Regions from separate parts of the Mus musculus genome. Here region 1 is linked to region 2. The links are chromatin contacts, called in public promoter capture Hi-C maps. All regions are on one chromosome and are shown on one strand. The core of a region is the stretch at or near the end of the contact, and the rest is flanking DNA. Distances in the headings are between cores, read along the strand shown. Region 1 holds the start of Haao (3-hydroxyanthranilate 3,4-dioxygenase). Region 2 overlaps Eml4 (echinoderm microtubule associated protein like 4).

Region 1 (6,315 bases), core at 1,701-4,200, 370 kb before region 2:
AATCTATTTGTTCTTAAATACTTAATGAATGTATGAAAGGAGGTAGAGAGAGAGAGAGGGAGGGAGACCGACAGACGGACAGACCAACAGGTCTGAGCTGCTGACACACTAGCTCAATCTATTGAGGGACTAAGGGATCAGCTTGTTATCAACAGCCATGTTCAGCCAAACTTAGAGGCATCTAAAGGTCTTCATGCACCGCCCAATCCAGGGGGGTAGAGCAGGACCGCACCAGCAGTGGGAAGGCCTTGATGGGATCGGAGCCCTGAGTAGATGCTGTTTTCCTCTGATTCCATGGCACAAATAAGCTCCTGTATACGGAGGAAAGAGGTGGCACCTGGGAGCAGCCTGATGTTTGATCTTGATTATTAACTTGATGGGATTTACAATCACCATGGAAACGAGCTTCCTGACACATCTGTGAGGGAGTTGCTAGTTAATTGAGCTGGGGAGGCCCACACTAACTGTGGGTGGCGATAGTCTGTGAGCTGCCTGCCTTTCAGGCTGAGTAAGAAGGCGACTGGGAGCTGAACATCAGCACTGGTCAGCATCCAGCTTGCCTCCTGCCCGTTGATACCATACAATGGGCTGCCTCAAACTCCCGTCGCCATGACTTCCCCCTCAAACTGGGAGCCAAAATTAACCCCTTTTTGTTCCAGCAATAGGCAAAGCAGCTAAATACAAACAGGTACAGTCTGGAAGGACCAAGGATCAATATCTGGAAGGCCCCAGTCAATCGGGGACTGATCAATGGCAGAACACATGGGTAAGAGGGGAACTGTATTTTCTTAACACTGAAGTCATCTGAATAATGAGGCTTGCCCGTGGTACCCTAGAACAGTGTTTTATCACATAGTCCAAAGTAGAGGGCATCTCTCACAGTGATTATACAAATATATCTTAGTTTGAATCTAGAGTGTTCATGTCCTCAAATTCTATGTACAGCCTCACGTCGTTTGATTGCATCAATTAAAATACAGGGTAACTACCACTCTGTCCTCTGTAGGAAGTGTCAGAACATCTGCTGGTTTGCAAGCAGCCCCTCCCCTTGGTGTGACTTCGATTGCCTTCTCCTTACCTTCTTAACTCCTCCCCCTTCCTCCCCATTTAACAGCACCTGAAACAAGCCTGACACATAGGTCATAGGTCCCTGCATTGCCTGGGTTTTGTTTACACCCATTTGACTACGGGGAGATGGGAAACATAAAGAAGGTTTGAGTTATTTAGGTACCAAACAATGTTCTGGAAGGAAATGCTTCAATAAATACTTAGCTGAAACATGCCAAGTGAATAATCAAAAAGATAAAGCTGTAGAAAGGGGCAAGGGTGGTGGAGAGGACACAAGAAGGCCCCTGCCAGGTGCGTGAGATGCTTGCTGAGAGCCTGTCCAAGTTTGGCTTACACCAGCAGAGCTTTTAATTCTGAGAAGAAGAGACTCTGTCAGGCTGCAGACAAGCGAGGGTGGCCATGAGAGCCACGAGGGAGCCACTAGGAATTCTTCTATTCTGTAGTCTGTATTCTGGGCTCAAAGGCCTGAGACCATTTCTTCTCCCTCGCACTGACTTCTGTAGTTCACTCCCTTTCAGTTCTCCCAAGAATTGTGAGTCCTGGAGGGTAGGTGGTCCTTGCCTTCCCCTCTTCCTCCTACGTTTCCTGCCCCAGGGCAACCTTGGCTGAGGAGCCTCTAGTCTGGCAGGCTCTGGGGTGGGTTTGAATGTGCTTGGCCTGGGGAGTGGCACTATTAGGAGGTGTGGCCTTGTTGGAGGAAGTGTGTCAGTGGGGTTGGGGAGGACTTTGAGGCCCTCCTCCTAACTGCCTAGAAGACAGACTGCTCCTGTCTTCTTTTAGAACAAGCTGTAGACCTCTCAGCTCCTTCTCCAGCACCATGCCTGCCTGGGATGCTGCCATGCTTCCCGCCATGATGATAATGGACTGAACCTCTGAACCTGTAAGCCAGCCCCAGTTAAACTTTGTCCTTTATAAGAGGTCTTGGTGTCTCTTCACAGCAATAAAACCCTAAATAAGACAGACACCTAGGACCATCTTCACCTGTAAAGGTCTTCACATGTGGGTGGCTTAAAACATGCAAGGGTGGGGATTGTAGGTTTATGGTGACATCCATCTGTAATCCTAGTACTGAGGTAGAAGGATAGAGTTTGAGGCTAGCCTGAGCTACATAGCAACCTGCCCAACATTCTGGGTCACAAAGTGATTTCTTGTCTCAAAAACAAAAACCAAATAATAAAATATAAACAAGACGTGTGAGGGGACAGGGACATTCTGAAGCTCCATGGCAGAGTTTGCCTAGCACACTAAAGACTCTGGTTCAATTCCCCATGGAGGGGTAAAGAGCTCACTCAGACCAGTGCTGGACACCTCATTCCTGCCCACTACTACTAGGCGCCAGGGCTGCCGAGCTGGACCAGGCCTCAGCTGCAAAGCAAGGTGAGGACAGGGTATCTCAGGTCTAGCCAATCACATCTGCAGGACTGGGCCAGACCTCCGTGCTCCGGAGGAGACTGGATGCAGCCTGTTCATTGCCTCCTGTGATGGCCTCTGTGTGCTCCTGTTGCCTTCAGTCCTCCTTGTGCTCAAAGTCTCCGATTTTCAAACCTTTATTCTCCCAACACAATGTTTCTTTAGAGGCAGGGCAGAAGAAGAAACCCGAAAAGCTGAAAGCCCAGCGTCCTGCATCTTACATGGGCCCAGTAGGTACCAGAGTCCAGCTTCGGTCCAGAGCAACTAGGTGTTGGGAGGATGCTGGCCATGTCCCAGGAGGCGGGTCTGTTCTTGGGCTTTGATCCCTGCTCCGGCGTGTGTGCAGGGGCAGGGCAAGTAGTCTCAGACTCTAGAGCTGCCCCCTCAGAGTGGCAGGGGATTGCTCAGCTCTTTGACCTCTGGTAACCTAATTAACTAGGTGGCCAACAGGAGACTGCGCAGATCGCAGGTCGCAGATCGCATCACTCCAACCTCCCGATTACCTGGCCACCACGTTGTGGGCAGAAGAGTCCTGCCTGCCGGCCATGGAACGCCGTGTGAGAGTGAAGTCTTGGGTAGAAGAGAATCGGGCCTCCTTTCAGCCTCCGGTTTGCAACAAGCTTATGTGAGTCGCCAGCACCCGGTGACTACAACCCACCCTCTTTCTTACTCCTCTTCCCTCAGCTGTCCCCTCCCCCTCTAACCTTGCGTTCCATCCACTTGGTGCTCTTCTGGGGAGGGTGAAAACGACCTGTTTCTTCTTTCACTACCTCAGTATGTTCCTCTTTCTGGAGACCACAGACTTGTGGCCATGACTTCTGAGACCAGCTTGTGTGTCTCTGAGGCTGTGAGAGATGAGGTGGCAGGGTGTGACATTCCTTCCTTCCGCAGCTGAAAGCACCTTTCCAACCCACTGCCCCCATGCACCTTGGGGAGAACCTGGTGTTCAATGCCCCGGACTAGAACTTAAGGCCTGGAGGCCTAGAACCAAGCACCTCAACCCTTGGCAAACCCCGAAGCTATGGAGTCAGATGAACAATTCTTTGGATGAGGGGGCTTGAATTCCCAATCTTCCTGCTTCTATTTCCCAAGTGCCACAACACCCTGTTTCTGAGGTGCTGAGGGAAGAAGTCAGTGAATGCTAGGCTCCCACTTTTCCAAACGGAGCTGCATCCCTAGTCCTGGGGATTCTTAATTCAGGGCTCAAGGCCAGGACACAAACACCAGACCCACCCAAGTCTCCTCTAACTACAGCACAGACTGCCTCCTTCCCCTCCCCCTCCCCTCCCTCAGTTCCACAGCAGAGCTTCTTGCACCACCTCCACAGACCCGAACTCCCCGTGTCTGTGTGGCTATAAGTTATTTCCAGTGGGCAGTGTCCCAACCCAAATGGCTCCAGACATTTCCACCCCAATGGGAAGACTAGCCAAGTATATCACATCGTCTCCTTGACTTCTCACATAGCCCCCCATGAGTTGGGATTTAATAAGTAACTTTCCCAATGTCACAGAACTAGAGGGGGACAGAGTCCATGAGCAAGCCCAGGAAGAGTTTGACTACAAAGTCCACGCATGCTCTTGGTCACTGCGCAATACCCCCGTAGCTAACCAGGACAGCCCCCCCCCCCCCCCGAGCCTCCTCTCTTCTGCCACTGCTGCTTTCCTGTTTGGAGCTTTACCATTTTTGTCTCTCTTCTCCACGTCTTCCCTGTCTGCTGTCTCTCATTTTCACTCCTCCCAGCCTTCCTCCCTCCAAGCCCGTGGGCATTTCTCTGATTCAGTCCACATCAGCCTGGTTAGAAGCAACTGCCTGCCCAGCCTCCAGGCCTGCTTACCCCCACGCCCACCCCACCCCCAGCAGACTAGCCTCTAGAACTTCTCGAGTTCGCCATCATGATCCTAGGGCCTCCCTTTATTCAGTCAGTCGGTATTTGCTGTGCACCACGATGCTCCGACACTGGGCTTACGGCAGGAGGCAAACTGAAAAAAAATGCCTTCCCTGTAGAATTGTTGAGAGGGGACGCCAATCAGTATGAAGTAGCCCATGTCCCTGAGAGGACAGTTTTCATGGCGAGTCTGTGCCATGCCTGGCCCTAGCTTCTCTGGTACTTTGCTGGTATCAGTGGTGTTCCTTGGTTTCAATGCATGAACCCAGTGTCCACTTTCGTCCTCACAGATGCTCTCCCGCTCTGAGTCTCCGCATCCAAAGTCCCACTCTTAAAACCTCACATACTCTGCATTGAGCAAAACATAAAACAGCAGGGACTATCTACCCTTCCTTGTCAGGACTCCTGTTTCCTCAAGGCATCCTCTCTCAGGTTCACACCCACTCTCATACGCTATAGCTGTGTGAGCACAGGAGGTACAGGGTCTGGCTTGTGCATTGTGGCTGGAGGTCATACGTGGGTATAGTTTTCAAATGGGCTTACTCAAGAACTTTCTGAATGTGTTCTAAGTATATCTCAGTCAAGTCTATTAATAAAAAACCAAAAAAAAAAAAAAAGAAAAAGAAAAAAAATGGCTGGAGGGATGGACCAATGGGCAGGGCACTTGCCATCACAGACCTGAAGACCTGAACTGACTCTTAAAAGTTGTCCTCTGACCTCCACATTTACTGCTTATAAGAGCCTCACTGAAAGAAGCCAGGGCAGGAACCTGGAGGCAGGAGCCATGGAGAAGTGTTGCTTGCTGGCTTGCTCTCCATGGCTTGCGCAGTCTACTTTCTTACAGAACCAAGGACCACCAGCCTAGGGATGGCACCATCCACAATGAGCCAGGTCCTTCCCCATCAATCAATAAAACCATCAGTCTGGCTCATAGGCCAATCTGGTGGGGGCATTCTCTTAATTTCCCAAATAACATAAAAGTATCTAACATATAAATACATTTTTAAAAACCCTTGCCAGGCATGGTGGCACATGCCTTTAATCCCAGTACTCAGGAGGCAGAGGCAGGCAGATTTCTGAGTTCTAGGCCAGCCTGGTCTACAAAGCAAGTTCTAGGACAGCCAGGGCTATACAGAGAAACCCTGTCTCGAAAAAAAAAAAACAAAAACCAAAAAACAATAACAACAACAACAACAATCCCTTATGGTAGGTCTGGAGAAGACTCGGTGGTTAAGATCACAGACTGCTCTTCCAGATGCACGGGGGCAGGGGAGGCCTGTGGTATGGGGTGGACATCAACAATGAGGATATCACTAACAATTTCCAGGCCTTTGTGTGGGAGCCAGCCTTGGTGCGTATCAACGCTCTGACAACAGCTTCTGAGGCTGCATGCTTGCCTTATTGTGTCAGTGAATGAGACTATCAGGAACCCCTCCTCCCCCACGCTGCCCCACTGTAGATGCTCCAGCAGCTGGCCAGGCAGAGGCCAAGGCCGCTTCCACTGAGAGGCAGTCTGCATACCTCCTTGTGAGGTGAGGCGGGGGTGGGGTGAGAAAATGGTTGATCATCTGCTGTGTTCTCACTGGAGGTTATTTAAATAAAACTTAAGGTAAAAAAAAAAATCCCTTATGAAATAAATTAAAGCTGCCTTGCTAGACAAGGAAACTAAACCCCAGTAAAGTCAACCACCATGCCCAAGATTGCAATAAAGCTGAATCAGTCTTGGGAGGTGTTTTGTGCTTTGAACACTTGTCAGACACACATCTCCTTGCCCCATTCCTAGATGTCACAGTCTCCTGAGTCCCCTGAGTATGGTCCTTAGAGGTGAAGAGTCTCACAGCAGGCAGGCTGAGTCACCCAAGCTCTTGAGCATGGCCCAGAGTCACCGAGAGCCATGCTTGGCTGTGTTGTGTCTTTGTTGGTCTGAAGACATGCAGACGATCAAACATGGT
Region 2 (6,413 bases), core at 276-2,775:
GTTTAGGCCAGTGAAGGACTCCTTGGAGAATCGATTCTCTCAGAATCATGGTTTACTATACATGAAAAGCTCTTCAACAAACCAAGGCTTGCTTCTGGGATAGAGCAATCTGTACACAAGCCACTGAGGGCTGCTCCTCGTCAGAACTTAGAAAGGCAGCACCTAGGGAGTAGCCTCCTACCAAGCACGTCTGGACATCTCGGGTAGTGTAAGAAAATGCAATATCCCATGGAAAGGCAACACCATCGCACTTGGCAATGCTAACATTCCCCTTAAGCAAGCTCCCGTTAGACATCTGAGTGGGACGGTATCACAATGACAGCACTTTTGCCTGCTTTCATTTTTTGCATCAGGAAAAAATGGCAGCTTGAGAGCCAGCAGCCACTCGAGCGATGGTGCCTGAGAGGCCTCCAGCTGTTGAGAAAATGGAGGAAATCGCATTCAGGTAACAGGTTTCTTCCAATGGCTGCAGCTGCAGTTTGGTTTCCAGTATCTGCAGCACAAATGTGGATTTCTTGGACACACTCACCTGCCAGTCTCCTCCTGCTATTTAAGTTTGGTGAAGTTGTGAACATCTACCAAACAGTCTCCTGGATTGCTCTAGCTCACTGGTGGCATATCGGACTGCGGACAGTGTCCGATCTCATGGGAAACAAACCTCCATTCACAGTGACCTCACCACTGCCCGGCCCGTTACCTGGCCCCATCACGTCACGGGGTCACGGGTGGCAGAGGAGCCCTGCAGCCTGGGTTTTAGCACAGGGGTGTTATGCCTCGCTCCTCCTCAGGCAGCTCAGTTGCTCCCTGTGTCTCACTTAACTCACTAGCAGGCTCTTCATCAATCACCACACCAAGGTCTTCGCTACCCCACTCGCTCTGCTCCTCGCTGGGCTCTGCGATCTGCTCCAGGCTGTTCTCCACTAGTGTGGGGGAGCTGCCCATCCTGCTTTCCTCTTCAGCCGTCCCAGTTAACGGTAGAGAAGGAGGCAGTGGAGGAGAGTTAGACGGCCTGGCAGTTTCAGAGGAAGAGGCAGGGGTTTTGGTCACACTGGCGTCTGTTATGACCTCGTTTTGAGGCACAGGTAACTTTTCCACAAGCTTCCACTGAATGATGCTCATATCCTTCCCACCAGTTGAAATTAGGTGACTGTCATTATGAGTAAAACTGACGTTGGTCACATGGCTGCTGTGGGCACTGTACTTGTGACTGGGAGCCTAGAAAATAAATCAGATGGGAAAATTAAACTCATTTTTACATGCCTGCTCACAGCAATAGAGATGACCAGGGAGATTAAGTCAGATTATGAAAACAGGTTCATTTATATCTGTGCTAGGAGACATCAGAGCTGAGGAACGGACCTGGGAAGAGCTTCCTTTTTTATTTCTTTAAAAGGAATGAGAGTCTGGAAGTGCACTCCTGTAATGGTACCTGTGAGTCAAAGGCAGGAGGAGTGCTATGAACTCAAGGCTAAAAGATCCTGACTCAGAAAGAAACAACAGGACACTAAGAATCGCCCATCCTCTAGCATGACAAAGGGGAAACGGGGCAAGGGTGTGTTGTGCAGCACATCACCAAGAGAGCTGACCTTGGCTTTGGAGCAGGGGTACTGAAAGAGATGAACTTTGCAGAAATCATCGGCCACTGCGATCACTCTTCTGTTGTGGGATCGAACCAGTGCGTTGATGTCTGTTCCATCGGACCCTTCCGGCCACACCCCTAGAGAAACACGAAAACGTAACTGACGCTTCACACACCCAAACACCTCAAGCCAAGCCACACAGAGCCAGTCCTAGTCAGCAAGAAGCAACAGGCGGTGCCAAGAAACTAGCCTCACTGTGACCTGCTTCTACAACAAGCTGCTTAGGAGACGCCATCAGTTCCTTGTAGAGAGGAAAGCAGAGGCGCTCTGTCAGCAAAGGGTTAGGACTAAGTGCTCCCTTCCTGGTAGGTGAGCGCCTTCAAAAAATGTTCTCATGGAAGGGCCTAGGCAGACATTGTTTAGTGTGCTATATCCTACAGAATTGTGTTAGAAGAGAAGGCATACCAATATACTTAGCAAGTTACTCTGAGGTGGGGTCATCTTGGTCTAGGTGAACAAGCTTCTTTTAGTCCAGACAGAAACTGTAGAAATTAGAGCTGAGGTATTGACTTCCTATGGCTGAATCCTACTCAGTCATTTTTTGGGCTCATTCTATTTTTTTTTTTTTTTTTTTTTTTTTTGTGTGTGTGTATATGAGTGTTTGCTTACAATATGGATAAGCGCAACACATGTGTGCCTGGTGATCACAGATGTCACAAGAGGGTATCTGATCCCTGGAACAGAGTAACCATTCTAAGCCACAATGCTTTTAACTCAGGAGTCCACCTTTCTAGTCCTGAGAACAAATTCATTTTTGGGGGTGGGGGGGAGGTGTATTTGTGTATTATACACTTGTGAGTGTGCAGGGGCAGGTACATGCAAAGCCACAGGAAGATACTGGGAGTCTTACTCCATTCCTCTCTGCCTTGTTCCATTAAGACAGGGTCAGTCAGTGTGCTGGGGAGATAGTTGTTAAGCCCTGATTGCTCCTCCACAGGAATGGGTTTGGGACCTATACTTGCATGGTGGCTCACAATCATCTTTAACTCCAGCTTCAGAGGAGTCAATCAATGTCTTCTGGCCCCCACAGACATGCAGATGACACATTTACATACATGCAAGCAAAATATTCTTTATACATAAATCTTAAAAGGGGGAAAGAGGGTAGAGCCACGGTTTATGCTAGAACAGCTTCCCAGCAAGCCCCTGGGATGTGCCTGCCTTGGCCACACAAGGCTGCAGTTATAGGCATGTTCAGGACCACATCAACTTTCTGTGTGTGCACTGGAAACTCAAACTCAGGTTTTCATGCTTGCATATAAAGTGTTTGTACCCACAAAACATCTCCTTAGCTTCAGGGTCTCTGCTGTGGAAATTAGAGCTGAGGTCTAATAACACTGTCAGTAACATTCAGGAACCTGTCTCTACCTCTCTGTTGATGGGATTACAGTTCAGGCTACTATCTATATCTGATTTTTTACATGTTAGCTAGAAGTCTGAACTTGGGTCTTCATGCTTACATTGCAAGCACTTTGCCAAATAAGCTATCTCCTCAGCCCTATAATCCCCAACTTTTATCTTTAAATAATAATCAGCTAAAAATCACCTTAATATTTTAAAAAAAATGGCACTAGGACAACTGAATGCCAAGAAGAAGAAGAAGGAGAAGGAAGGAGAAGGAAGGAGGAGGGAGGAGGAGGGAGGAGGAAGGAGGAGGAAGGAGGAGGAAGGTGGAAGAAGAAGAGGAGGAGGAGGAAGAGGAGGAGGAGGAGGAGGAGGAGGTGGTGGTGGTGGTGGTGCAAGGACTCTATAAACACCAGTGGAATGTCATGGCACAGTTACACAGCAGTGGTCCCTCCGAAGCCACAGAACAGCAGCACCACACTGTAGTGTAATGCCCGAGAAATGAAGCCTTGTTTGTAGAGTAGACACTCTGTCCATGTGCATAGCATCATTATTATGATGGCTGAGAGGTGGGATGAACAAAATGCAGTCTCTGCCACTCATACAGAAGGATGCCAGAGCCTCGATACACACCAGGGCAGCTTTTTTTTTTTTTTAAAGATTTATTTATTGTATGTGAGTACACTGTTGCTGTCTTTAGGTACACCAGATGTGAGGGTTGTGAGGCACCATGTGGTTGCTGGGAATTGAACTCGGGACCTCTGGAAGAGCAACCAGTTCTCTTAACCACTGAGCCATCTCTCCAGCTTCCAGATGAGTCCCCCCGCCCCCCCCCACCCCCGACAGGGTTATAGGGTTTCTTTGTGTAGCCCTGGCTGTCCTGGAACTCACTCTGTAGACCAGGCTGGCCTCGAACTCAGAAATCCGCCTGCCTCTGCTCCTAAGTGCTGAGATTAAAGGCGTGCGCCACTGCCCTGTGCCAGATGATTCTTAAGTTTTATGGCATTGAGCGTAGCCACTGTCAACAGACCACAGTTGTATGTGTATGTTTATATGAACTATCCAGACCAGGGAACTGACAGAGAAAGCAGATGTGTACTGGCTGCTGGGCTGGGGTAGAGCAGTGGTTCCCAACCTTCCTAACGCTGTGGCTCTTCCTCACGATGGGGTGACTCCCAACCATAAAACTATTTCATTGCTACTTCATAACTAATTTTGCTACTGTTATGAATCATAATGTGAATATCTGATACTTATTTATGATAGGGTACTTATGAAAGGGTTGCTGACTCCTTAAGGGGTCATGACCCACAGCTGAGAACAGTGGGACAGAGGGCACCCTGAGCTCTCTATCCCAGTGCTGAAGGTTCCTTGGAGGTGAGGAAAATGCTGCAAGATCAAAGCACAAGTCCATGAGTGTGGGTTTGGGAAAACCATTGGTTTGTACGCTTTAGGTAAACCAATCAATATGTGTCAAGATCTCAATAATGCTGCTATTTTTTAGAATGTCTTTACTAATTTGAAAACTTCAAACCCACTTTTGGGAAATACTGGAAGGTGTTTTACCCCTTTGTGTCAACTCCTTTCTGTTGAGACAAAGTTTAGGGCTCTGCAGAGACCAATCTCATATTGGTTCAGTCAGTACCTTAGGGTTTTACTGCTATGAACAGACACCATGACCAAGACAACTCTTACAAGGACATTTCATTGGGACTGGCTTACAGGTTCAGAAATTCAGTCCATTATCATCATGGTGGGAAGCATGGCAGTGTGCAGGCAGGCATGGAGCTGGAGGAGTTGAGAGTTCTATATCTTCATCTGAGGGTTGCTTGGAGAAGACTAACTTCCTGACAGCTAGGAGGAAGGTTTATAAGCCCACCCCCAGAGTGACACGCTTTCTCCAATAAGGCCACACATCTTAATGGTGCCACTCTCTGGGACAAGCATATTCAAACACCACAGTTAGTACATTTAATTTCTCTTAATCTGAAAGTAAGAGTCTTACTATATAGTCTTGCCTTGCCTCAAACTCTCAGAGATACACCTACCTATCTGCCTTCTAAATGTTGGGGTTAAAGGAGTGTGCCATCAAGCCTGGCTAATAGCTTTCTTCTATCAAGTTACCTGGTAAACATGATGTATAAAAAGCTCACACACACATTCTTCACATTAGCTGCAATTTTCTTACCAAAGACTTGGAAGCCTAGCACACAGGTATATGTTGTCCAATCGATGTCCTTGCAATCTGATCGGTTCCTGATTAGTTTGCAGCCATTTTCAATGTCCCCTTTAGAAATTTAGAAACAAGAAGTATAATAATAGTGCTGTGTACAAGTGTATATGGAAGTGAATCTTGATTCAAACTAGTCATGTTTATTTATATTTATAACCCACACACTAAAAGACATTTAAGATTCATGTAAAAAGGAAAAGAATGTTTAGCAGGACCTTGCAGAATTACAAAGTGTTTCCCATAGAAGTTTTAATCTTTTCTATGGAAGCATAAAGGCTCACCCATAACATTTGCCCTGCCTCCAGGAAAAGCGGTTAAATGTAACCATTTAGAGCTGTATCAGGTTCACAGAAAGATCTCTCGTGGCAACATCTGCTCAGTTCTATACCATTAAATGGATGCATTGCTTTCTTGGAGAAGAGGCTTGCATGTGAGACTCCTTACTTAGCTTGGAGAACAGAAGCTGTAAGTTAGAGGCCAGCATGCACTCCTCAGAGTTTGCACTCCATGTAGCCTGTACAGCAGTGCCTGACAAACACACTGAGCCCATATATGATTGTTCATACTTACAGTACAGTATCTCGTAGTCACCCGAGTTAGACATTATATGCTTATTGTCTGGGGACCAGTCAAGGTGTGTGATGTAGCTAGAATGTCCCTAAGAAAAGAGTAATAAAGAAAGCATTTAGAGTTTTGAATGACAATTTCCTACTTTACTAACATGCGCCAGGAATCCTAAGGGATGAGAGCATCATAGCCCAAGGCACCAAAGGGTCCAATGGTTCTTTTTACCCTGTCCTCTTAGAAGCCGAGGACACAGTAGACATAGGTATGTGAAGAGAACCAGTGCTAGAAGAATCTGGCAGGATTGTGGTGTTCAAAGGGCTGCACACAACAGGAAAACTACCAAGTTACTGGAACCTGGGAGAAGCCTGCTGGTGTCTCCTCCTCACACACCAGAAACAAGCACCCTCCACCTCTGCTAGGGAATCCCAGGAGGACTCTTAAGCTCCCAGCTCAGATGATGCTGTGCACTACCAGGCCTGCCTTTAACGCATTCACCCTATGTCCCTATTAGAGTGCTGCCTGTCTTGAGAATGGCACTTCTGTCATAGGTTGTATACACACACGTTTCCCTGTGATCTCAACACTGTAGTCCTGCACAACAGCTGGACCCAAGCTAGTCACTGACTCTT

Evidence for each region. Promoter capture Hi-C pulls out the DNA fragments that hold promoters and counts their contacts.
Region 1: a contact with region 2 is called in a promoter capture Hi-C map of embryonic stem cells, with 5 times the contacts expected there. The contact joins the promoter of Haao here to the enhancer-like site in region 2. A contact is called at or near these places in 18 of 39 promoter capture datasets (the 3T3-L1 cell line, 3T3-L1-derived adipocytes, the HPC-7 cell line and 11 more), 15 of 484 Hi-C or Micro-C datasets (cardiomyocytes, cerebellum, cerebral cortex and 6 more), 3 of 115 datasets of contacts at active chromatin or transcription factors (all in embryonic stem cells) and 2 of 9 other capture datasets (embryonic stem cells and liver).

The regions. Positions count from the first base shown.
Region 1 is chr17:83,843,425-83,849,739 of GRCm38.p6, reverse strand. Haao (3-hydroxyanthranilate 3,4-dioxygenase) reads left to right here and starts at 2,950. Exons shown (of 10, transcript NM_025325.2): 1 at 2,950-3,103. The coding sequence starts at 3,024. It also overlaps the pseudogene Gm19260.
Region 2 is chr17:83,472,508-83,478,920 of GRCm38.p6, reverse strand. It overlaps Eml4 (echinoderm microtubule associated protein like 4), which reads right to left. Exons shown (of 23, transcript NM_001379374.1): 20 at 5,788-5,875; 21 at 5,173-5,271; 22 at 1,587-1,717; 23 at 1-1,215. The coding sequence ends at 754. Gm46594 (a long non-coding RNA gene) reads left to right here and starts at 5,869. Exons shown (of 3, transcript XR_003952356.1): 1 at 5,869-6,413. Within about 2 kb of position 1,525, at least 6 of the 459 cell types and tissues checked have an H3K27ac peak or open chromatin away from gene starts, as enhancers often do. A contact at or near this core is called in embryonic stem cells, where this site is marked.